Regions from separate parts of the Macaca fascicularis genome. Here region 2 is linked to region 1. Evidence: chromatin contacts called from public Hi-C data. All regions are on one chromosome and are shown on one strand. Each heading gives the region's core, a stretch centred on a gene start, on an enhancer-like site or on the middle of the called end of the contact. The rest is flanking DNA. Distances are from core to core; before and after follow the strand shown.

What was found. Hi-C and Micro-C count contacts between places; a contact is called where the count stands out from the background.
Region 2: a Hi-C map of liver shows a contact between it and region 1, with 4 times the contacts expected there. The contact joins the promoter of BCL6 here to the promoter of LPP in region 1. A contact is called at or near these places in 2 of 2 Hi-C or Micro-C datasets (liver and skeletal muscle).

The regions. Positions count from the first base shown.
Region 1 is chr2:10,372,971-10,378,074 of T2T-MFA8v1.1, forward strand. It overlaps LPP (LIM domain containing preferred translocation partner in lipoma), which reads right to left and starts at 2,270. Exons shown (of 11, transcript XM_074030782.1): 1 at 1,928-2,270.
Region 2 is chr2:10,769,853-10,774,430 of T2T-MFA8v1.1, forward strand. It overlaps BCL6 (BCL6 transcription repressor), which reads left to right and starts at 2,427. Exons shown (of 10, transcript XM_045387171.2): 1 at 2,427-3,999. It overlaps LOC102116457 (a long non-coding RNA gene), which reads right to left and starts at 2,032. Exons shown (of 2, transcript XR_001488400.4): 1 at 1,798-2,032.

The DNA.
Region 1 (5,104 bases), core at 1,020-3,519:
GTCCCAGAGAAGACCCTGAGTTCTCGCTGGTTGTTTTGTGTTGGGGGAGGGAAAGCAGTGGATCCCTTCTAAGGGAAAGGAAGCGGGAGAGATTGTTCAGTTCTCCTAGGACTCTGAGGTTCCAGAGGCTCTGCCCCGTCCAAGCACCCAGGCACAATTCCACTGATTAGCTCATCTCATGTCACAACCTCCCCCATCCCCAACTCCTTGCCTCCAACTAAAGAATATTTATACTTTCATCTCCATTTCCCACACTACTTAGTCTCCTCTGGCCCACAGTCCCTCGAAGCGATGTCTTCCTCCAAGCCGCTAGCTGGCTTCAGGAAACTCCTCATCCTTCAAAAGCCCCATTAAGTGCAGGACTCTCCAAAGGGCCGTCCCAGGGACCAGAAAATCAAACTCCTTCCCTGCAACTTCCTTTAACTTTGTCCATGCCTTTCCTCCAGCACTTAGCACTTTCTACCCTAGGCCAGGTTTGCCTCCTAGGTTCCACAAAGTTCCTGGAGGGCAACGTCCAACACACCCAGCGCAGTGTCTGCCACACACAGGGTGCTAGAGAAATGCTTAGAGAAGGGAACTGAAGTCCGGAGTCAACTATTTGAATTACGGTTTGGCCTCTACTAAATAACTTCCGGGCGACCCTCCTTCTCTCTGGGCCTCAGCTGCCCCAACTGTAAAATGGGAGGACTTGGAGGAGTGGGTCTAGGCCCTTTCCGCTGTGACAACTGTGATTCCGCGAAAGCTCTAAGCGGATGGGCGTGGCCCCGCCCCCTGGGCGCCCAGAAAAGTCCGGGCAGGGGGCGCGCAAGGCTCCAACCCCGCCTAGCCTGGGGTCGACGCTTTCGGAAAAACTCTGGGTCCCCCTCCCCCATGGCGTGCACCCCGTGATTGGGCCGCGGCCGGCACTTCCGCACAGCGGGCCAGGCCAGAGCACGGCGCGCGCCCCGCGCTCCTGCCACCCCGGAGACGCTCGCGCCGGGGGAGGGCTGGGGGTTCCCGAGGCGCCCGCGGGCGGAGGGTGAGGGGAAGGAAGGATTTGCAACAATACCTCAGGGAGGAGGCAGCCGGGGCAGCGGCGGCGGCGGCGGCAGCGGCGGCGGCGGCTGGAGGCGGAGGCAGAGACAGAGGAGGAGGTGCCCGGGCACTCCCCCTCCCATTGTCCCCAGCCCCGGACAGGCCCTGCCCCGCGCCCCACACTGGCCTCCTCCAGCGCGCCGCCCGCGCCCAGCGCCCCGCGCCCCGCGCCCCGGGCCGTGCAGCCAGCCCTTACCTTGCAGCGCCCGGCTGTCCCCCGATCGCTAAAGCTACTTATCCCGGGAAAGCTCGCGCGGGACCCGGGAACGAACCCACAGACAAAAAGTGAAACTTCGGCAGGGCTGGAGCGGCTGCTGGTTGGTGCCTTTCCCCCTCCTTCCTCCCCACCGTCCCCACCCCCTCCCCGTGGTCTCCCGTGCGGTGCCCTGAGCGCTGGAGGCTGACGTCAGGGGCCTGAATTCCTGACTTTGCCTGCACGCATTTGTCCATGTAAGGTATGGGAAGGCGTGTGCCCGCGGAGCCGCCGCGCAGAGCTCGCCTGGCGGGGGAGGGGAAACCCGCAGCCGGCAGTGGCTTTGCCAAAAGGTGGGCGCACCGAGGGCATTGCATTTCCTGAGAGGAAGAGGAGGAGACGCGGGAATGCAGGGAGCTTGCAAAGGAGGAAGGGAAAGAGGGAGATGTGGAGACTTTACCCCTGCTAGAGGAAGAGGGAGGAGACGTAGGAGGAAGCGGCCGCGTCAGGGGCTCCTGGAAAATGGAAAAGCCTGCGTCTGCTATTAAGGCGTCAAATTAAGGCACTGAGCTTGAGTGGAAGAGATCCAGCCATGAAATCCCCTTCCAAGATTTTCCTCGTGAGCCCCGCCCTGGATTCCCAGCAAGACTGAAAACTTACAAGGTGTCAGAGCTGGCAAAGACCAACTTCCAACCCGTCCGCTTGGCACGTGAGGAAACTGAAGCTCTCCGAAGAGAAATGACTTGTACAGGGTCGTCACTCAACAGATCGAGGAGCAGGCCCAGGTGCTCTGCCTCCCACTTGGGTTGCCGCCTCCAGGAAGGGCCCTGCCTTCCTTTTAGCCCTGAGCCTTGAAGCAGGTTAGATGTCCGCAGGCTGCGCAGACCACCCAGTGATTTCTACTGCTCTTGGCCCAGAGCCAGTTCCTGGAAGGTCCTGGTTGACAGTGAGCCCTGAATATCAATGACAATCAGTTGCTCCAGGGCAACTTCCTCTGTTCTGTGCTCAAATATATGAATCCCTGGAGTTTAACGTTTACTTCTGAGCCCCGCCCAGAAAGCTTACTCTGTGCTTATAGCTTCAAAAAAGTCTGCGAACGGGATGAACTGGTTTGAATACAGACAATCCTGTTATTGGAAGGTTTGAGTTGGATTTTTTCCCCCCTCTGACATCTGTAAGGGTGAACGACGATGAGAACCACCACTTACTGTGTTAGGGGATTATGACGTGCAGCAGCCATTGCCTGGAAAGCACTCCATGCCCTGAGACTTCCTTTCCTTGTACTTCTCTCCTATTAATATCTAAAATCATCCCTCATGTTAGCATATAATGAAAGCAGTCTCTCACCCGGCTATTGCATCTTCAGGTGAGTTAGATAGGACAAAGCGTAGTCCCCCGCTTTACACTTCAGGCAAAAACTTAAGGAACGTTACTGGCCCAGCACCTGTCTTCCCCTCCTCCCATACGGGTCTCCTGACTAATCCCTTGATCTTTCTATACCTGGCCCTGACCTCTAGCAGGACATAATTCCATTCATAACTGTTGAGAGTACACCATGAACTACCGATTCATAAAAACTCCAAAAAGTGGGCCTTCTGAGGATGGATTTTAGTGGGATTCTTTTGACCAGGAATTAATAATGTAAAAACACACGTTATTGGATTTATTAAGCACCTTCCTTGTGCTTAATAAGTGTTTGAATTCAGACATTTCAGGGGTAAGACTACTTAACCTGTTCCTAACAACTGTCTAATGTTCACATACAAAAATATGAACATGGTTGGGCGTGGTGGCTCACACCTGTAATTCCAGGACGCCGAGGCGGGCAAATCACCTGAGGTCAGGAGCTGGAGACCAGCCTGGCCAACATGGCAAAACCCTGTCTCTACTAAAAATACGAAAAATTAGCCGGGCGTGGTGGCGAGCGCCTGTAATCCCAGCTGCTCCGGAAGCTGAGGTAGGAGAATTGCTTGAACCTGGGAGGCAAAGGTTTTAGTGAGTCGAGATTGCGCCACTGCACTCCAGCCTGAGGGACAGAGCAAGACTCTGTCTTAAAAAAAAAAAAAAAAAAAAAAAAAAGAGAGAGAGAGAGAGAGATAAGGTCGAGAATAACCACTCATTCCACAGAATAATAAAGAATTTATCTCTTTGCAACTAACATAGTTTGAAATGGGAGATATGAGCTCTTAGAGAGATTTTTTTCTGGGGTTTTAAAAAGGTCAGATCCTATCAAAACACAGTTCACTCACTCAAACATTTCAGCATACTCACATTCTGAGTACTAGGGTTTACTATGAAAAGAATTCCAGTGTTACATGAAGTAAAAATGGATTATCTCAATTCTCATGGAATATAACGGGACTTGCCCAGCATTTCCTTTCTTTTTCCTTCAGTAACCCACTTATAAAGAATAATAGGGTCCTAATGAGGATTAAGATTTAATAAAGTATAATTAGAGTTGTTCATTTCTTCCATCATACACATTATAAGAGTACTGTGCTGGATCCAGAAACGCTACTAATTATGTTGAAAGTGCTGTATGGGTGTGTTGGGGAAGATCACTGTTTCTCCTCCTGAAATGTTTATGAATTGCTCAGGTGAGCGTGGTGAGCATGGTGTTAGCATGAACATCATATAAGATTAACTACAAAAGATAATTTTGACTCGTGAGGAACTTCCCAGGAATATAACCACCCAAGTCATAATCTGGATGCTTAGTGAACCACATACAGCGTTGTTGTCAGTGCTAACCCCACCAAAAGCCTCATTCCCATTGACTGTTCCGGTTTCTTTCGTACTCTTACTTTTCTCAACCCCCTGTTACGACTTTCTGTGTGCAGGGGCTTGCACGAAATGGGAAGGTTGTATAAATTTGCACTCAGTGGTAGAAAAATACTGGTTTACCAATTCAGAGACTAAAAAAAAGCACAGAACTTCAGGTGTAGTGCGGGGTCATTTGGTCCAAGGATAGCACACTGGTGGCCTAAAGGCTACCAGCAGCATTTTCATGGGTTCAGTAATGGCATAAAAGACTTTCAGGCAAGCTGGGCTTGGGTCCTGCCTTTCATCTGCATCCATTACAGTCCTGTACACATGGCCTTTGTGGAGCTCATGCCAGTCCTTATTTTGGAGTGCCCAGCAATATTTTAAGGAGTTTTCATATACAATTCACTTAACTCTCACAAGACCCTTCTTAGGTTGGCATTATTATTTTTTTATTTTATCCATAAAGAAACTAAAGCCCAGGGAGTTTAAGTACTAGCTCTGTGTTAAGAGCTGAGTAAGCTCTTTTTATTTTTATTTTATTATTATTATTATTATTATTATTATTATTATTGAAATGGAGTCTCGCTCTGTCGCCCAGGCTGGAGTGCAGTGGCACGATCTCTGCTCGCTGCAAGCTCCACCTCCTGGGTTCACGCCATTATCCTGCCTCAGCCTCCTGAGTAGCCCGGACTACAGGCGCCCACCATCAAGCCCGATTTTTTTTTTTTTTTTTTTTTAAGTTTTTAAGTAGAGACGGAGTTTCACCATGTTAGCCAGGATGGTCTTGATCTCCTGACCTCGTGATCTGCCCTCGGCCTCCCAAAGTGCTGGAATTACAGGCGTGAGCCACCGCGCCCAGCCCTGAGCTGAGTAAGCTCTTACTCAGCTGAGGGTAGGTAAGCTAAAATTCCACGCTGATCCCTGGCAAGCTGGCACCTCGCTCACCCACTGTCGAGTGACCATCTGCTCTCAGTTTGAACACTCCAGCATAGGGAACTTATGATCTCCTACAGCTGACCAAGAGGAAAAGTTCTGAAGAGGCTACTAGAAAAGCAATAAGAATAAGAGGGC
Region 2 (4,578 bases), core at 1,177-3,676, 400 kb after region 1:
TTTGCATCCAGTGGGGTTCATTTTAATCTCTTTGAAAATGAGAAGGAAGGGGACTCAAATGAAAAAGCAGATAGTCTGCCTTCTGGCAGAATAAATCTGAACTTGACAATATCATGTGTCTTTGGGGGTAAAACGTACATTTCAACAAGAGTGACAGGATTAGGCCTATGTACATTTTTCAAAAACCCTTCACAAGACAGGCTTTTCTGCAGAGGCTGCAGTAATCCATCTGTCAATAAGTATTAAAATATTCAAATTTCACAGGGACAGACACTCAACGCATGTTTCCTAAGCTCCAGCCCTTGTGGAAAATAATCAACCTCTTTGCACCTTTCTGGGTTTTAAAACCTAAAATACAGCCTTTAAAAATGTGTGTGTGTTGTGGGGTAGTGGGGTGCATTGCCAACAACATTTTCAGTGATACATGGAACTTCTTACGGGACTGTCAATGAAAGAGATTTTCCAAATATCCCAGCAAACAGCAATCTTTCACAGCTCTGATCTCTCCTCCATTATAAACCCAAATTTTGGGTTGGGATAGGTAGATTATTTTAAGACATATCTTTATTAGAAATTAACAAGTGACGAGATTTTGTGGAACCTTTAAGAACTCATCTGTAATTTAATAAGTCGCTTGAAGGACTCTCATAGCCAAGGCTCAGAACAGCCTGACCTTTGAAAGCTGCTTCTGGTCCAAACATTTTGGGCTAATTCTTGAGGAATCTGAAATATTATTTTCCCCTCACACCCTTCTTTTAAGAGAGAGACATAAAAGAAACAAGAGTCTCCCTTATTCAGGGATGAGTAGGAGGGAAAAAACCCCAACCAACATTTAAATAAGGAAACTAGCAGCTCTGAACAAACAAACTAGGACCCACAATGAAATGATTCTGCACTGCAATTGCCTTTAAAAAGAAAGTAATAGAGAAAAAGAGAAGGAAAGATTTTCCCCTTCTTCTCTCCCCCCCCCCACCCCCAACTCAGCTTCAAAGCTAAGACGACTGTGCTGCGTGTAGTGCGTTGTAGTTGTAGCAGTCTGTTCTAAATACAGGCAGTATCTGTGATACTGGCACGGCAGGCCTTTAGAATTCCCTCCGGCTGATCTCTTAAACACAGACTGAAGAGATTTTTTTACAACGACCTTGAAACGAGCCCCGAAAAAAACTATCAAGACCTTAAGAGAAAACAAAACACAAACAGGTATGTGGCTCACAGAATTTTGTAGAAAACACACACACATACCCCCCTACCCCCTACACACACACACACACACACACACACACACACACGTTTCTTGCAACAAGAAATTTCCTAAGAGTCAACAATAACAGATTAAACCCACCACTTGCTGTCCTGGAAAGAAACAAACCAAACCAAAACAAATCCTTTGAACATTTCTCTCAAGTGCAGGAGAGACACACTTCAGCAAAAGTCCAAGGGGAAAAAGAAAATTGCACCAAAGGAAAAAAAAAAAAAAGTGGGGGCTGGGATTGTTACATATGGCCAAAAATTTAAGCTTCTTTCAACAGTGTTAGTATTGAAATAACACATCTTCTTTAAAACGCTTGAGAGATTAGATAGGGAAAGAAAAGGCACGCACAAAAAAATCCAACCGATGCCGATCCTATGATTTACGTAACACCACAAACTTGCAAAAGGCAAAAAATCAGAAGCAAAAATCCATAAACCATCAAAATACAGCAACCAAAAATCCCAAGCCACCACACCAGAAAGAAAAAACCCCAGAACGACAGCAAAAACCCCTGTCCTAAATAAAAATAAAGCAAATGAACCCACCGAAAACTGCTTGGCAAATATTTTTCTCGTGGTGCCTAATATTCTAGCTGGAAAGAGCTGTGGTGTTTATTGTTTTTTTTTTTTTTTTCTCTCTCTCTCTCTCTCTTACTTGCCTCTCTAACCCTACTATATATAACATACTTTTTCCAGTGGTTCAAACCTCTCGCTCCCTTTTGTGCATTTAGCTCGATCTGCTGAGTTTATGGGTAAGAGAGGAGGAATTAGCCCCAGACCCAGGGAAAGCAAAGCGCACTCCCCCTCTTATGTCACCGAATAGCAAATTAGTTCTCAGAATTCCAGAGGCCGAGCTTTGCTACAGCGAAGGCGCCGACGTCACAGAGGAGGAGCCCACGTGACGGTGGCGGAGCAGGCCATACCATCGTCATGGGTCCGGGGAGGGAGAGCCATATTCAGGCCCCTCGAACCTCGAACCGGAACCTCCAAATCCGAGACATTCTGCTTATGAGGACCTCGAAATATGCCGGACAGTGAAAAAATCTTGTGGCTTTGAGGGCTTTTGATCGGCCAGGGGAGGTAAAAAGCTCAGAGAGCTGACACCAAGTCCTCCCCTGCCACGTAGCAGTGGTAAAGTCCGAAGCTCAAATTCCGAGAATTGAGCTCTGTTGATTCTTAGAACTGGGGTTCTTAGAAGTGGTGATGCAAGAAGTTTCTAGGAAAGGCCGGACACCAGGTGATTATTGCTGTTGCTGCCGCCGCCGCTGCTGCTGCTACTGCCGCCGCCGCCGCTGTTGCCGCTGGTGCCGCTGCCGCCGCCGCTGCTCATGATCATTATTTTACCTTTTAATTCTTTTTTTTTCCGCTCTTGCCAAATGCTTTGGCTCCAAGTTTTCTATGTGTATCTATTGATATAAATGTATATATTTATTTATTCTAGCTGTCAGGTGTTAAAATAAATGCCGAAGATTAGTCCCACGTCTCTCCCACTCTAGGATATAGATTTTTATGTATTTTTTATTATTATTGTTGTCTTTGAGTGAATCGGCCGGTTCGGGGAGGCTTTTGCCACCCTCCCTTGTGTTGTTTTGGTTTTTGGAAAGGAGGTGGAGGCGAGGAAGGAGGGGAATTAGGGGGCGGCCGGAGCAGAGAGGACGAGACACTGCTTGGGGGTGATTCGGGCAAGTCTGGGGGCTGTCTGGCCCCAGACCGCGGAGAGGACGCGCGCTCGCGCTCTCGCTCTTTCTGCTGCTGCTTGCGTACGGCTTGTGATCTCTCTGGATTCGTGCGGCTGTGTTTTTTCCCTCTTTTCTCGCTTGCAAACTGCTTTCCTTGCTCCCTCGCTGCTGGCCTCCCCTTCCCTCCCTCCTCTTTTTCCTCGCCTCTTCTTCCTTCCCTTCCCCTGTCCTTCTGGGTAACTCCGGGAGGCAAAAAGGGAGGCTGCCCGCTCGCTCGCCCCGCTGGCTCTCTTCCATCGGCCTCGGTCTTTTAGATTCCCTGCCTTCGAGCCGAACCGAGATTTGGAAGGAAAAAATGCAAGCGAACTCCTCGGGTTTTTGTTTTTGTTTTTGTTGGTCATAAATCCAGATAAGATGAAGTATCGTGTCTACTATTTCCTTTCAGAGCCGTGATCTTCCTAACGAGAGCCGAGTGTTTTGGTGTCCCCTGCCCCTGTGTTTTGGGGAGCTTGGGGGCGGGGATGTTGAACACTTTGAAAATTATTCTTTCTTGGTTGTAGTCGAGGGTGTCGGGAACCTCCGCGCGCTCTCCCTGCCCATCCCGAGGAGAGAGGCTGATGGCGGGACAGGGTTTCTGGGGTGGGTGGGAAAGGGGTGCGCATTGCACCTGCGATGCCTTTCAGTGTGCGGGGAGACTCAGGGAACCGCGACAGGACAGCCCGGGAGAACGAGAAAGGTGGCGGGATTTCTGGCGGCCGCGGTGTTTGTATTTTGGGTGCTGCGTGACTCTGTGTTGGCTCCCAATGGCTGTTCCCTCCCTTTCCTAAATTTTATTTTATTTTTTTCCCATGGTACAAGCTCTGTAAAAAGGGAGCTGCCTGCTTGAGCGTAGTGGACGCCAGGCTTCAGATTCCCGAGGTCCTTACCTTGGGCGAGGAGAAAGACGAACAGAGCCCCAGCCCGCGTTCCTTATGTGCAAGACTCGGGAGGAGAGAAGGGCACTTTGTGGCTGTGGCTGGGGGGGACCCGGCGCGGGAGGAGCGGGCGCGGGCGCGAAAGGGAGATCTTTGTGAGTGATTTTGCAAAAATAGATTGTGAGGTTGGTTGGATTTGCAACCTGTGGCTCTCCTCGAGGGAGTAAGAATGGGGGAAGGCGGCGGCGGCGGCGGCCCGGGGAGGGAGTGGGTAGAGTTGGAGCCTCAGAAATCGGCTGAGCTCCGGGGGCGGGCGAGGAGAAAGGAGGGGGCGGGCAGCAGGAGCTAGGGGCCACCCCGCTGCCGGATGTAGTGACCGTGGTAAATGTCTTGAGAACTGTGGGTTGCGTTGCCTTTATGATGCCGTGTTATTGGAACCCTGGCGAAAAATGGAACTAGTGTTGCAATAATGAGTTTTAAAGCTCCCCCATGGAAAACAAAAACACAACCAAACCGATTTTTTAAAAAAATGAAATAAGACCCTCTGTGTTGTGTTCCCTTCTACGATGGTTGAGTTGGTGGCTGGGGTTTGGGGGTGGGGGGTCCTGACAGTTGAGCAGATAAATGACCCCAAACCAGGTGCTGAAAGTCCCAAGCTGTTACAGGGCCCCTGACCACCTCAAAGAGCCAATCTCCACTCCACCGCCCCCCCTTCCCTGCCACCCCACAACCCG